Linked DNA regions of Zea mays: region 2 is linked to region 1. Evidence: chromatin contacts called from public Hi-C data. All regions are on one chromosome and are shown on one strand. Each heading gives the region's core, a stretch centred on a gene start, on an enhancer-like site or on the middle of the called end of the contact. The rest is flanking DNA. Distances are from core to core; before and after follow the strand shown. Region 1 overlaps LOC100191641. Region 2 holds the start of LOC103632985 (sec-independent protein translocase protein TATC, chloroplastic).

What was found. Hi-C and Micro-C count contacts between places; a contact is called where the count stands out from the background.
Region 2: a Hi-C map of leaf shows a contact between it and region 1, with 2.0 times the contacts expected there. The contact joins the promoter of LOC103632985 here to the enhancer-like site in region 1. A contact is called at or near these places in 3 of 25 Hi-C or Micro-C datasets (ear, endosperm and leaf).

What each region holds. Positions count from the first base shown.
Region 1 is chr1:28,473,604-28,477,889 of Zm-B73-REFERENCE-NAM-5.0, forward strand. It overlaps LOC100191641, which reads left to right. Exons shown (of 4, transcript NM_001254785.1): 3 at 460-527; 4 at 1,107-1,475. The coding sequence ends at 482. Among protein-coding and RNA genes, the nearest start is that of LOC118473500, 2.8 kb to the right of the region's middle. Within about 2 kb of position 2,163, at least 3 of the 20 cell types and tissues checked have an H3K27ac peak or open chromatin away from gene starts, as enhancers often do. A contact at or near this core is called in leaf, where this site is marked.
Region 2 is chr1:28,540,204-28,544,384 of Zm-B73-REFERENCE-NAM-5.0, forward strand. LOC103632985 (sec-independent protein translocase protein TATC, chloroplastic) reads left to right here and starts at 2,453. Exons shown (of 4, transcript NM_001350732.1): 1 at 2,453-2,838. The coding sequence starts at 2,559.

The DNA of each region.
Region 1 (4,286 bases), core at 913-3,412:
ATTTGTACACAATTTTATTTTATTTTTGCATTTTGCATTAAGCGAGAAGGGGAAGGGGGACATGGGACGACCGTTGAAACTGGTGCTTTATGTAGTAGAAATATGGTGGCAATGAAGAAACAATAGGCGACATAAACCTCAGAAAGAAATTGAACATCTTCTTTACAGCAATTAGCCCAACAGACAGAACAGGAGCATATAATTTTGAATGTATTTAGGGGCCGAGTTGAAGAAGCTTGATTTTGTCTGAATCCAACAATGACCTACCTTTGATTTTTTAAAGAAACCTACGTTTGAAATCTGAGTGATTTTTTAGCCTATGGATAACCATGGCAAAATCTGATCTGAAAGCCGGCCATGGAACTGATTACAATTACAACATATTGTCATGTGGTTTATTTTTTGTGTACTGTTCTCCTTTATCTAATAGACCTAATGTATTTTACTGTGTTGTTTCAGCTGATGTCATAACTGAAGCATGAGCGGTGGTCCCCCAGAATGTTGTCCAGTAACATTAGTGGATAGAGGTGATTTACAATTAAACAGCCCTTTGTGCTGTGTTCTATTCATGAACATTACTCTTACTTTGCATGATCAGAACACAAACCAGGCTCAACCATTTATTTGACCCATTCACTATTGCAACAGCTTCCTTTCAAAATACAAGTCAGTACTCACTGATTTTCATCTAGATCATAATTACGGCTTGACCTGTCCATATTTCTTGCATAAGCAACTTCTTTGGCATCAAAATATATTTTGATGTGGGTATCTTTTATTTCTCTTTGGGTCTTTCCCACACCGAATCTAATTAGATATGATGACTGCCATTTAGCTTTGGCAGGAACATATTCCTTGACACGAGTAATTAAGCTTTACCTTGTTGTATAACTAAACTGAAAAACGTATAAGTGATTGAGCATTCCTTTTAAGTATATGGGACTTCCTTAAAAGTAGTGCATTTACTTGAAACATTAAGAAGTGTACCAAGTTATTTGGCTTCATTTTACTCACCTCTCTTTATCCCTCATGGCCTCTTTATCATCAGTTACAATTTGCAGTTAGCAATGTGGTTCCCGTTACTGATGTGGTTTCAGTTTTTGCAGATTTGTGATGAACAGAATCTTGAGACTGGCAGGTTAGCCACCATTGGGAACCTGAAGACCGTCGGGATTGCTCAGAATTCAGTATACTAATACTAATACTAAAAAAAAAATATACAGTAACACATGTTGACTATACATGATTTCGTTTTCCTTACTCGCTCGACCAAAGGCAGCCGTACAATGTTTTTACTTTTGTCCAGGTGGGAGCATCTAGGTCTTTAAATGGTTTCGGTGATTAATGGTGATCCTAGATTATTATGATTTGCAGAGACTATAACTTAGGTTATGATAACAGTGATTGATTATGCGTACATGGATTTTGTCTCTTAAGGTTGGTTTGGTTATCAGGGATCTATAGGGACTAGGGAGAAATCACTTTGCTATTCAAAATTAAACATCCTCCATTTGATCCTCGTGATTCTTTATCATCAAATCAATCCTAAGACTTCTTCGGATACAGTACAGGGACGCTAGCGGTGGGGTGGGGTGGGCATGGCTTTTCCCCTATCGCTCCCGAGTGTATGGAGCACTGAAGTGAAGCCCTGCTAAAATTTAAAATGTTTATAATCTCTATCTCTACTACTCTTATGTCCTTAGTGTAGGCGTGTACATCTCCTCTGTTCTGCCGTGCCCGCAATTACCCGCGCTCGTGACTCCTCGCCGCCGCAGTCCTCGCCGCCGTCCTCGCGCCCGCAGTCCCCGCCAAAGCTGCAACGCCCGCAGTCCCCGCCGCCGTGCTCGTCCCCGCTGTCCCCGAATTCGCCGCGCCCTCGCAAAGCTGCTGTGCCCGCAGTCCCCGCCGCCGTGCTCGTCCCCGCTGTCCCCGAATTCGCCGCGCCCCCGCAAAGCTGTTGTGCCCGCAGTCCCCGCCGCCGTGCTCGTCCCCGCTGTCCCCGAATTCGCCGCGCCCGCGCAAAGCTGCTGTGCCCGCAGTCCCCGCCGCCGTGCTCGTCCCCGCTGTCCCCGAATTCGCCGCGCCCCCGCAAAGCTGCTGTGCCCGCAGTCCCCGCCGCGCCAGCAACGCCCGCCCCCAACAGATCCTGGTGCGTCGCGAACCTTCTGCCCTCCACCTCCGCTCCATGGTGCGATGCAATCTCCGCACTTGGAAACGAGCAATCTCCGCACTCGGCGCCCCCCAGTATCTCACATGGAAACCCAAATCCCCACCTCAATCAGCATTCATCGTCAAGTCCCATTCCATCGTCGCTGTCAACTCCTATTAAAACACACGACCACTGCGAGGGATGTAGACAAATCTCCCATCAAACTTCGACGATCGTTGTCTGTTCAGCACGCTCGTTGTCTGTTCATCACGCTCGTTGTCTGTGCAGTGGGCTTCAACGCCTTCGCCGGTGAGTTCAGTTCTCTGCCAGATTCTGTGTTTCAACATGCCTCAATGTTTAATATGTTCATGGGTATGGCAATGTTATCAATGTTGCGTCAATGGTACCTGTGTTGCGTGAATTTCTGCGTTGCGGCTGTGTTGCGTGAATTTCTGCGTTGCGGGTACCAATTTTTCAAGTTATTTCATGCCTGAACTTTGGTGCGTGTACTCTTCTGATGCCATTGGTGTGTGTAAACTTTGGTGCGTGTAAACTTGAACAGAAATACTTTGGTGCGTGTACTATTCTGATGCCATGAATGTGTTTCAACATGACTGAATGTGTTCCATGGGTTTACATCTGTCAAATGAGAATATGATACTGTTTCATGGGTTTACATGTGTCTCTAGATGTGCTGCAACTGTTCATCCAAGTGTCGGTTGTTATCTTATCTCAATTTTGTTGTTGAAACTTTCCCCAGCTACTTATAGTTATTCAGACGAAAACTTAGATCTTTGTTCCTCACTGTCATTGCATTGTTCGTGGTCCTGGTAGCACTACAGAATTTGGTTTTGTTTGATATGTATTTTTATTGGGCTATCAGCATCAATTGTGAAACTGGTCGCAGTGGACCATTATTTCTGTTCTTAAGTTATTTAGTTTGTTGTTTCGGCTACATTGATCATCGAGTGTTTACTGAAATTGTGTATGGGGGTTTCATTGTAGTAGTTTGTTGCTTCGGCTAGCGAGGGGTGTGGAAAAAGGAAGGGATAAGGCGCTTGGTTGACCCGGACCGGACGGCAGGACACCGTCGGGAGTTCGCTGCAACACATCGACGGCTTCCGCATCTTCTCAGGCCAAGGTAAGCTTTCAAACAATTTTGTTCCTGCAACTGTTCTTTAATAGCCTGTGATATGTTAGTAAATTGCCATACCCATGGAACACATTCAGTCATGTTGAAACACTGATTGATACTTTGTTTCATGGGTTTACATTTGTCTCTAGATGTTCTGCCATGAATTAACTCCACTACTTGCTCATATAGTAACTTGTGAACGGACAACCATGTTGATTTCAGTCAGATTGTTCCTGCAACTGTTCTTTAATAGCCTGTGATATGTTAGTAAATTGCCATACCCATGGAACATAGCCTGTGATATGTTAGTAAATTGCCATACCCATGGAACACATTCAGTCATGTTGAAACACTGATTGATACTTTGTTTCATGGGTTTACATTTGTCTCTAGATGTTCTGCCATGAATTAACTCCACTACTTGCTCATATAGTAACTTGTGAACGGACAACCATGTTGATTTCAGTCAGATTGTTATTTTCAGGAATTGTGGAATTTCATTTAGAAATACACTTGAACTATGAGTACCTGTTCACTATCCACTTTGGTTTCATTTTTTCGATCATGTTTCAGTTGAATTTTCCTAACAAACAATGTTGTTAATGTCGTGTATGCTTGTGTGTATTGGTGGTTTGTATTGGGGTATAAAGTTTATATGCATTCTACCGGTATATATCGGTTGATGCTAATATTTAGATAAAATATTAGTGGGGAGGTATATATGAGTCGAAGGCCTTGTGGCCCCATACTCATAAATTATAAGGTTTAATCTATAAATGGTACTACATGATGCAGTGCACATCTTCATCTATATGGGGTCTCAAGACTATAGATCCTTGCTCTCCCTCCTTAATTACATGATGCAGAGTAGTAGAGATATACTTGTACATACACACCAGTACACCACAAACATGTCATCGGACAAATTAATTACATGATGCTGCTGACTGCCAAAGACCAAGGACCAAACACGGAAATACCACTGCAACAGTTGGTTCAGAG
Region 2 (4,181 bases), core at 1,203-3,702, 67 kb after region 1:
ATACTGTTGTATTCGAAAACTGAAGCATTGTAAACTGTAGTAATGTCATAACTAAAGTATAGTTTAGTATTTAAAAAACTGCAGTTTGGAAAAACTGTGTTCCCAAACAGGGCCTACAGATAAAGATATCTTGCTGGCTTCTCAACATGAAGGGATCATTCCAGAGAACGAGGAAGCGACACACGTAAGGTGCGCGTTAGACACTACTAATATAGCAAACAGTTTATAGTTGCAGCCGCAACCTTTGTCAAACCGACAGCCGAACAATTTTAAATGGTGAATGGAGCTGTACACTTATCGCGTGATTGGTAGCCGGTACATCAAGCGCCCGCCTCGCACCAGCCTGGCCCACTGGAAACACGGGAGAACTGTGTTTCCACGCATACAGGCAAGCAAGCTAAAAAATGCCAATGACTGCACGCGCGGGTGCAGGCTCCAGCCTTGTTCTACAGGCAACCAAACACCCGCTGTGTGCGGTCAACGGGACAGCGCGAGCCTAGGCACAGCTGTTCAATGAACCAATCATGTAGTTAGATTAGCTATTTCTAAATGTTGAAAGAAGTTGGCGTACACTTAGATTAGTTAGATTAGTGATTAGTGGTAGAAGGTTTGTTTTTCTTTAGTGATACTATAAATGGTGACATGGATGGTAGCTTGATCTAGGTAAGTCTATTGATGTGTGACTATATATACTTAACATCTAGCACTAGTTAGTTCTATGGAAGTTAGGAGAAAATTAAAATCAAATCTAACTCAAAAAGTGTGAAATAAACGAGTGGTGGTGCACCTTAAAATCAAATCTAACTCAAAAAGTGCAAAATAAATGAGTTGGGGGTGTTGCAAGTGCATCGATGTGCACCAAATATGGACATTAGGTATAGATAGTGCTTTGTTTATAGAGCAAAAATATTGACGTGTTTGATGTACATCAATAATTGTGCACTAGAAATGATACTTAGAGAAGATTGCGACGAGAATAGGAGTAAGCGTGTTTATCAGACATCTATGGTGGTGCATTGGACTTATCAAATACAACACTTAGAGAAGGTTGCAATGATTATAGAGTCGCACACTCACTGGACATGTTTGGTGGCGCATCAAACTTTCCACCTGAGAGGGGTTTGTTGTTGGCTAGTTTAGAAACGAGCTGTTGGGATCTACACCAGACGTGTTAGGAATGTTTAGAGCTTTCGTCATGAGGTTATATATAACCTTCCATGTCGTTCATTTGCAGTCTCTTATCTGCATGTTAGTTGAAGGAACTTATTGGAGAGCAAGAGAGTTTGTCTGAGATATTTGAGATTTGATAATCATAAGATTAAGGATCTTATTTGTGTATAGAGAAAATTATGCATCCACCTTTCTTATTAGACTTGTTTAGGCCTACTAAAAGTTTATGCTTGTAACTTTGGTGATTGCTATTGGCTAGCTTGTTATTTTGGTGATTGGTATCAGCTAGATGGCATGACACTCATTGAGAGTTTTGGCTCAACTCATGGTGTAAATGGTTATGGACGATTTAGCGTGTCGAAGTGATGAAGAATTAACTTGTATAGAGTACATGATTCTTGTACATATTAAGGAGGAGCCACACCCTTGTGCGGGTGTTTCAACAAGGATTAGTGAAGAGTGCTAACTCATTGGTAGAAACAATGCCTATTTCTAACTCTTTCTTTATTTTGAGCATTTACTTTTATGTAATTGTCTTCTTCTATTTACGTTAATAGACTTGTTATGTTAGAATATGGTTAGAATTTAGCGTGTAGAGCATGCTATTAGATATAAGGGGTGAAATCTGATATTTGGTGGGATTTAATTCTTGAGAGAAAGGCCAGTCTCGAGACAAGCGAGGAATCCACTCGAGTGACTTCTCTTCGGTTCGCTCGGACTGTCTCGCTCGACCTCGAGCTCGATGCCTTAGGGTTTATCCGGGGATGAGTGCTTTCCAGGGTAGACGATCCCCTTACCCTCCTGCTGGTCGGTGGTCCCCGGTAGTCCGAAAGTCCTCCAATGCTCTCTCTGACCGGTGGGCCCTAGGGCCTAGGGATCTTTTCTCCGACAATAGTCATCTGCTCCTCCAATGGCTCAACTGATGTGGCGGCGGTCCAGTGCACAAGGACCCAGTCTGGTGCACCTGTCAGAGACTGACGTGCTATAGCAGATTCAGGGTTCCAATGCACCATCAAACCAACATTGTTCACGTTCTGTGTGACTTAGAATAGTCTGGTTTCTCCCCTTCATCCCAACGACTGTAAGGTGTTTGTGACTATAATCAGGAACGGCTCCGTTCCAGATTACCAAACACAGAACAGAACGACTTCGTTCATAGAATCAGGAATAAAACGACTCCGTTTTATTTGGCTCTTCAACCAAACACTACCTAAATACCGATTACGAGTACCGAGTAGTGTGGGTCCGTCGCCACGCTAGAAAGCCAGCTCCCAGTACCCGAGTATCGACCGAGCCAGATAATATCGTAACATCGTCTGTCCGCCACCGGTTACCTCTTTCTCCAGGTAGCGCACCATCGGAACGGCGAGGAGCAGACGGGAACGGGGATGGGAAGCGCTGGGGCGCTGCTCTGGCACACGCCGCAGCAGCTGCACGGCCGTGGCATCCTCTTCCGCCAGAGCCGGCCTCTCCTGCGCCAGCGCAACCTGCCTCTAATATCGCTAGCTGCCCCGGCGCTCGAGCCCGAGCGCCGCCGCCGGCAGTGCCTCCGCTGCGCTGCCGTCGACGGGGACGGCGCCCTCCGGGAGTCTGGGCCACTGCCACAGAAGGAGTCTCCGTCCAGCGGCATCGGTGCCGCACTCGAGGACCCGCCTCCAGGACCTCCTGGTACGCCTGACATTTTAGCCCTGCTCTGGTGCTGCGATGGAGCTCCTAGACAATACAGTCATATGCTGAATATGAGCTCACATTGATTCTCCTAGAAGGCATCGAATCACGGAGTAGTCATGAAAATTCCTAATCTACAGAAACAATCGATTGAGAAATGTCAGAATTCTGAATTCCAATTAAAAAAAAACTAATAAAAAGGTAAGGTTTAATGTCCCTTGTACCTAAAACGTTGTGTTATGTTGTCAGCTAGTAGGGAATCTGCTCTTATTTGTAGGGATGCATATGTGTCAGATCCTTGTTTACTTGACTAGTTGTGGGTGTGGATGCATACCCACACACCCAAGTTCAAGTCCTCATCAAGGCGAATTTGGTGCCTATTTCTTCTTCCTACTTCCTCCTAGGGCGACCAAAATTTTGATCTGTACGTATGCATTATGTGTCAGATACTGAAGGACCAACCACCGAAGAGGTATTGATAGCAAACGAAAGGAAAAAAAAATCAGATATCCAACCATTTTTTTCTGGATATGAGATGGAGTGATATAGTTCCAATTTCTGGATATGTGAGATAGAGATGTAGTCAGATAGTTACATTTTGATGTAGGGTGCTGCAAGGTTTGTAATTTCATCATAAAAATACTGAATGTGGGAATACCTTAAATATCCCATATCGGCATTCAGCTAGGATATTGTTGCTAGGATTAGTGCAAATTCTCAGTACTAATATGTTCGACTCCATCAAACTCTAAAATTTGGAAGCATCATCAAATACTTCCCCACCTTTTCACTATGCCCTAGCCAATCATATTTAGTGAACCATTCAGACTGACACTAGACTGTGGTCTAAAAGGATCTCGAATCACTACTTTTCTTAAGTGAATCTTGCTTGAACGAGGAATAAAGCAAGGTCTCATGCAGCGAATTGTGTTATTTGTTATTTTCTTTTAATTCTATGACGGAAAAAAGTAACAAAACTCTAAAACCTCACTACTCGGATTGATAAGTCCACATGAATGTATATTGGATGTTGTAGAGTAGGGATTTGAATTACCTTGTTGGCTCAGTGCCTTATACCAGAGTGCCTCACCAGTCTATGCCACTGCCAGGATGCATGACACCTGATGCAAGAATGAAAAAGTTAGGAAGATCTAAGAGGAAAGGGCAAGTGGTGGAGTTAGATTTAGATGGGAGGCTGTCAAGCTAAGAAAGAAAATGATTAGTGTAAAGGAGTGTGGGACAGTGGTAGGATCCTTGATTCTATCGTGGTTGCAAAGTGTGTAGGAATGTGAGATTGGGGTCGAGGTCAGAATTTCCGGCTTCGGAAAGGCGTTGTGGTGGTG